Regions from separate parts of the Gossypium hirsutum genome. Here region 1 is linked to region 2. Evidence: chromatin contacts called from public Hi-C data. All regions are on one chromosome and are shown on one strand. Each heading gives the region's core, a stretch centred on a gene start, on an enhancer-like site or on the middle of the called end of the contact. The rest is flanking DNA. Distances are from core to core; before and after follow the strand shown. Region 1 holds the start of LOC107943707. Region 2 overlaps LOC121220290 (a long non-coding RNA gene).

Evidence for each region. Hi-C and Micro-C count contacts between places; a contact is called where the count stands out from the background.
Region 1: a contact with region 2 is called in a Hi-C map of hypocotyl, with 5 times the contacts expected there. The contact joins the promoter of LOC107943707 here to the enhancer-like site in region 2. A contact is called at or near these places in 20 of 34 Hi-C or Micro-C datasets (anther, callus, cotyledon and 4 more).

The regions. Positions count from the first base shown.
Region 1 is chrA03:100,912,059-100,915,546 of Gossypium_hirsutum_v2.1, reverse strand. It overlaps LOC107943707, which reads right to left and starts at 1,724. Exons shown (of 3, transcript XM_016877486.2): 1 at 1,080-1,724; 2 at 807-922; 3 at 170-522. The coding sequence starts at 1,341. The coding sequence ends at 406.
Region 2 is chrA03:100,872,682-100,875,846 of Gossypium_hirsutum_v2.1, reverse strand. It overlaps LOC121220290 (a long non-coding RNA gene), which reads right to left. Exons shown (of 2, transcript XR_005917548.1): 2 at 2,926-3,165. Among protein-coding and RNA genes, the nearest start is that of LOC121220290, 2.9 kb to the right of the region's middle. Within about 2 kb of position 1,691, at least 8 of the 9 cell types and tissues checked have an H3K27ac peak or open chromatin away from gene starts, as enhancers often do. A contact at or near this core is called in cotyledon and hypocotyl, where this site is marked.

The sequences.
Region 1 (3,488 bases), core at 475-2,974, 40 kb before region 2:
GCTATGGCTGCAAGGACATCGGACCAAAACTCGCCGAAGTGATTTTCTCATCATAATTCATAACATTCTCTTTCATATTATCATCGTGTTTGTACTGTAGTAACTCATCAAGCTTAGAATATTTTGTATAAAATGTTGATTGGAAGACTTGACTTGTTATCAGCTATGATGATACAACGTGCTCTTCTGAACTCAGAAGCTATGCACAAGTTCTTTATTTCTTGAAACATATTTCAATTTGGGAAGCTGTGATTGCAAATAAGAAATCTAAGTTACCATCTTTATTCCTTCGGGTGAATTTATATTTTTATATAGTTTTTGGGGGGTTCGTAGTGAAGTTGTAGTTTATTGCCACTCCCAAAACCCAATCTTATCTTTACAAATAAAATCCGAAAACAAACACTATTAGCTTCCAAACTCAGAGATGCTCTGTAATGAAGGCTGCCATGATTTTGAACTCATTGCAGCAGTGTTGGCAGGCGCTGTCCTTGGGCGTCGTCTTTCATGTTTTGTCACCTGAGACTGTTAGAAAATAAGCGCCCATGTATTTAGGAATATGAATGAGAATGCTAGATTTAAATGAAACATGAAAATTGCTTCAATTGATTTTGTTAAGGATTCGTGAACTTGATCAGATCTTTTAGGTACTATCCTTTTGGGTTGATGAACTTTATGAATTCGTTCTAGCCTAGAAGGCTAGCTTATATATTCGTATGAGGTCATTGTCCCCATACCAGATTCTGAAATACTAAAATCTAATGAACTACTAATGATAAAGCCTAAGGAGGTGGCGAATGCAGACATACTTGGTAGGACTCTGAACTTAGGTTATTCCCTTGTTCATGCTGCAACTTTTCACTTGATTCCAGGTGTTGCCTTGTCTTTTTTGCATATTTCTTTGCCTTTAGAACCTCCATAACCTCTGCAGCAGCGGCAGCAGCAGGCAATACACAAGTATTAGTTTCTTGATAAAAACAATTAAGAACAAATATATAAGCAAGCTATATAATCAGGGTTTCCGGGGGGGGGGAAGCGGAAAAATCTCATAATCTTGTGAAAAATAATAATACGACACGCACCCTGAGAAGTGACAAGGCGATAAGCATGGCCAAGGGCGAGAGTATCAGAAGGACGAAGAAGCTTGACACGAGTGAAGCGTACGGCCTTATTGTCTTGGTTGGCATCCTCAGAGGGAGGCAATGGTATGATGAGCGAAACATAATGGCCTGGATTCATTCTCATCACTTCACTTGCAAGAATAGGCCAATAGAACCTCTCTATCCTCCCACATGGATGTTGTATCACCAACGCCGCAGCATCTATAGCCTGACAGTTCCCCATCTCTCTGTCTCTCTCAATTTAAGACTGAAATGAAAGATAAAAAGAAGAAAGGAGGGATGAGGTTAAGTAAAACACTAAAACAGCAGTCTTTTTCTATACAGCTCTCCCCACCACCCTACCTATGCATGTATACAAATAAGAGACTGGCTGAAGCAGGCCGTCCCTCATTTCAAAAACAGCATAATTATTGATATAAGATAATAAAAAATAAAAAAGGGGTTGTTATTAGATTATGATTGTTACTAATTAATGTTATAATATAAATTGACAACTTTAAGGCATGACGAACTAGGCCTCGGAAAGCGGCACGACCTCCACGTGGAGAAACAATGTTACGAGTTTGGGAAGTAGTAGTAGGCATAGGTCGACGGGGTCAAGGGTTGAACTTGAGAGGGCACATACATCCAAAATATGTATTTAAAATATAGATTAGCATATGTCTAACCCATGCCTATTGGATGTAGTGGTAAATTTTTTTGGTAACAAGCATAACCCTAAGCCTAAGTAAAGGTAAGTGCTAACAACTAAGCATGCCATGGTGATTCCTTTTGGCATGGCCAGAAAATGACAACCCCACCACCACCACCTGCACCACCTTAGCATGGTTGTGCCTAGCTCCATAGGTTTTTACCCTTTAGGCTTTCGTCCAAATCCCCAACTCCAATGCTGCTTGCTTTTTTTAACCGTACTATATATATTATTTGGTATTTAAATTTAGTTTTAATATTTAATTTAGTATATTTTAAGATTCATTTTGATATATAAATTTTTTAAATTTAATATTAATTTTTTTGTCTCATTCAAGTACCCAATTTTTTATTTGATGTTCAACTTAATACTTGAATTTTATTTTTTTTTCAATTAAGCACGTGTTATTTTACTATAGAGTAAATATATTAAACATTTAATGGGTTGTTTGGTTTAGATATCAAATTAAATATTAAACCAAACTCAAGTACCCAATTTTAAAAAGAATTCAGATATCAAACTAAATATTAAAGCTAAATTTATATATCAAATAATTTTTTCATTAATTTTTACCAAAACAAAAGCAAAACTTTGAATCTTCTTGAACTACCTTTCATCCTTATCCGGTTGTTCTAAAATATATTTATCAAAATCTTTTATAAAAGAAAAAGAAAAGTAGGAGATGCTCAAGATGGAACCGAAGATAATGTAAATTTTGATGTTGAATTTCTTTTTTAAAATATGTAAATTTAAAGTTCACAGTTTTACTATTTTTATTTTAAAATTTTTATTTTTTATTTTTTTAAAATTTCAAAATTTAAGTTAAACTATTATTAATAATATTAAAATTATTTTGTTTTTAAATTTATTATAATGCCATTTTTTAATTATATTATTTTTAGGTCAAATTATCATACTAACACATTAAATAATATTAACAATTGAACTTAACTTTTAAAATATAAAAAAATGAAATAATTAAATTTCTGAAAATAAAAAAACTAATTTCAAATTTATAAAGACTTCTTTTAACCATTTTTTTATCACTTCATTATTAATTCAACAAATTTTCATATATGAAGCAAAAGTGACCCTAGACACTAAAAAGGCACCCACTTTTTTTTGCAAGGAATACAGAAACAGTAAGCACAATTTTTTGAAAAGTTGCCCAGTCCATTGTAATTCAAGTAAACGCAAAGTGATATCTAATCAAATAATTCCCTTGAGATGCTCTGCTAATTACTGAAAAAAAAATTGAGCAAAACCTTTTCACGCGTTGTAAATTTCCCAAATATGTTATTTTAAAAAAAACATTATTGGGTTAGGTTATTTTTTAAAAAAATATGGAATTAATTCGAAATAATAAAAACAAATCCAGGAAGTTGGAAACGTTTTTTGCCCTCATATTTTTTTAAGGGTAAACTATAAAAATAATCACTTTTGTTTGCCTCAGGTTATATTTTAGTCACTTATGTTTGAATGTTACGTTTTAGTCACTTATGTTATTATTTTGTTACGAAGTGATCACTCTTCCGTTAAGTTTCGTTATCTCCCTAACGGTAATTCTACATGGCAGTCCAATTAGATTTTATAGTCAATGAAAGTTGGTAATATTGTAAAGTTGTTTTTAATACTCGGTTTTATAACAAGCAAACATCTGGAACAAGAAAGTCCAAAAT
Region 2 (3,165 bases), core at 442-2,941:
GGAATCATTTCTGCTAGGGTTTTTTTTTCTTTTACATTATTATATTTAAATGAAAATCATTCTAATATCAATTATCAAAAATTTAAAATTATTTAATTCTTAATTATATTAAAAATTAAAAAATAAGTAATATATTTATGATATAAGGTTTAATGCAATAATAACAAATTTGAAAACCTTTTCCAAATCAAACTCTTTTGGAAACTCTTATGAAAAGTGGCAAGTAATAAGTTTTCCAAATCAACGCTAATTATTTGCCCATGCAATAACAATTGTACCATTATTAAGTCAAAAAATTTTAAGCATAGTAGAACTAAAGTATAATCATTTAGGTTCAGCAATAAAGAGTTAATCTTTGAGGTTTGAATTTGGTGGAAGAGTTTTATTCTTGTTTACAACTCACTTTCAATTTAATCAAACCCACTTAATTTTAAATTATAAATTTAAATTAATGGTTTAAGTTAATGTAACTCAATCAGTAAACTTACTCAAAAATCATATTTAAAAAAGTAATTAATATAAAAAATGGAAAAACTTTCTCTGATCCCCGACAACGTTTCCTCCACTCTGGCAGTAGGCGATGGCGATGGTTCTAGATCGGATTCTGATCGTATGACTAAGAAAGTGCGGTTCAAAGAAGGTATCGAAGAAGAAGACACTAAGATGGTGGAGGATCTTGGATCGAGCCCAAAGTTATCCTGGAAGGATAAACTTCTAGGAACCAATTCTGGAGCGATTGACGTTGGTAAGTTGGGTCCTCCTAGTCTAGATGCTGATGAAGATCTTGAATTCTTAGAAGGAGACATCCACAAATCTATTGTTAATGGTATTCCTTCCATTGGCTTCTCAGAAAGGATTCAAAAAAATGTTATTCAAAGAGATGGAACTCACGGTAATCTTAAAATTACTAGGAAGAAACATTGGTTATGGGGCACTTAATAATCGAATTAGCAGTCTTTGGAACACTGCCAAGGCATTCCATCTCATGGATATTGAAAATGGGTACTTTTTGGCTAAGTTCCAATCTTTCGATGATTACACTAAAGCTTTGGCGCAGGGTCCTTGGATGGTGTATGGGCAATACTTAACAGTTCAACCCTGGACAAAGGAGTTTTGTCCTTCACAACCATACCCAAGCTTAGTGTTGGCATGGATTAGACTACCTGGTCTTCCAGGTTATTTATACAAGAAGAAAATTATCGAGGCTATCGGAAGTACCATTGGGAAAGTGGTTCGCTTGACTTTAATACTGACAGCAGGACTAGAGGCAGGTTCGCCAGGTTAGCAGCCTACATAAATTTGGATAGACCCTTGGTTGCTCAAGTTCTCGTGAATGGCAGAATTCAAAAAGTTGAATATGAAGCGTTGCCGACCATCTGTTTCTCATGCAGGAAGTATGGACATACCAAGGAACTCTGTACTATGATGCAATCAGAACCTAGACCGGAGGAGTAGACGATGAGGGCTGATCTGGTGGCGTCGAAGAAAAGAGAAGATACCACTGCTTACGGACCATGGATGTTGGTCGAACGTAAAAGCAGGCGAAATTCTCGGAATAATGGTTCTTTCAGAATAGAGAATAAGGAAAAACGTAAATCGGGTTCCCGATTTGGCGCTTTGACTAGTATGGAAGGTGAGTCCAATTTGGGAAAGGAGCAGGATAAAGGGGATAAAAGAATAGGGGCTGATTTTCAGGGGAAATTGAAGACTACTGATTTTGGAAAGAAATAGCAGTTTAGCTTTCGAGATAACCCTAAAGGTAATAAGAGCAGTCGGTTGGGGGGAATTATTCTGGAAAATGGGCTGCCTAATGCTATTATAGCAGACTCAGATATTAATAGGCCAATGGTGGGCTCGGCTTTACGAGCTGTTGGTTCAAATATTGGCGAGCGGGCTGAAGATCCTAAATTGGCTAACGTGATCCAGGCCAGTACTCTTGAGGGCTCAAAGAATCAAGCGTTGGGCCCTACGCAAAATGACCCAGGAAGTTCTAAGCAACCTTTTATTTTAGAATTTAATTCTTCGGATAATGTGGATTTTCATAGTTTGTAAAGTTCAAATTTAAATAATATGCCTGTGAATTTCTCGTGCATTAACCCTATGTTTGTTGACCAGGGGGAGAATAATATTGAAGATACTAATATTACTTTTAAAACTGTTGATGCAGTGCCAGAATTAATTGAAATTCAGAGTGTTAACATTTCTGAAGGCTTGAATAGCAACAGCCATACTTCGGTCTTGTTTAAAGAAAAGGAGGCAGCTGATAATAGTAACATGGGAAAAATCTCCTTGCAGGATCTTGATGCTAGCAAAATTTAGACCACAGGGAAATTAAGGAGAAGCAAAGATGGTGGATTTCGGGCCACAAGGAAAATTAATAAAGTCTCGCATGGGAAAGGGAATTTTCTTAAAATTAAAAATTCTTCCAAAATCCCCTTGAGAGACTCTATGTCCAAGCTGGCTCAGTCTATCACGAATGTTCAGAAAGTGGACCCTGGTATAGGTGATACCAGGGACGGTAAAACAATCTAATTTTGTTTTGTTAATTTTTGCCTGGTGATTGTTTTGAAATTTTTATTCGTTTTGGTATTTTCTAGTTTAATTATTTTTTTATGGACTTTAATATTTCAATCTTTTCTTGGAATTGTCGAGGGTGTGCAAGTAGTAAGTTTATCCATGCCTTCCGTAAGTATAATTTAGAGCACAATCCGGACATTGTGTGCTTATTAGAACTTAGAGTTAGTGGCGCAAAAGCTAATTCTATTATTGGTAAATTGGGTTTGGATTTTTCTCATCGCATTGAATCTGTTGGTTTTTCAGATTGCATATGGGTCGGATGAAAAGATTGTATCTCTATTGTAATAGGCCTATTTCGCCCGGGCCCGTTAAAATTTAAAAAAAAATCAGAAATTAAAAAACCAAAAATCGCAAAATAAAAATCCAATAAATGTCCATAGTCCAAATTTACATTCAGCCCACATACAATTGAAGCCCAAATTTTACACTCATTTTACAATAAGGTCCAAACCTAAATTAACCCTAATCCTAACCCATTACATACCCCAATAACCTAACCTAAAAACATAGCCCATTAAATATTTTTAGAAAGTGGAAACCCTAGGCCACCAAGCTACCATTCCCATGCGCTGCAAGCACCACAGCAGC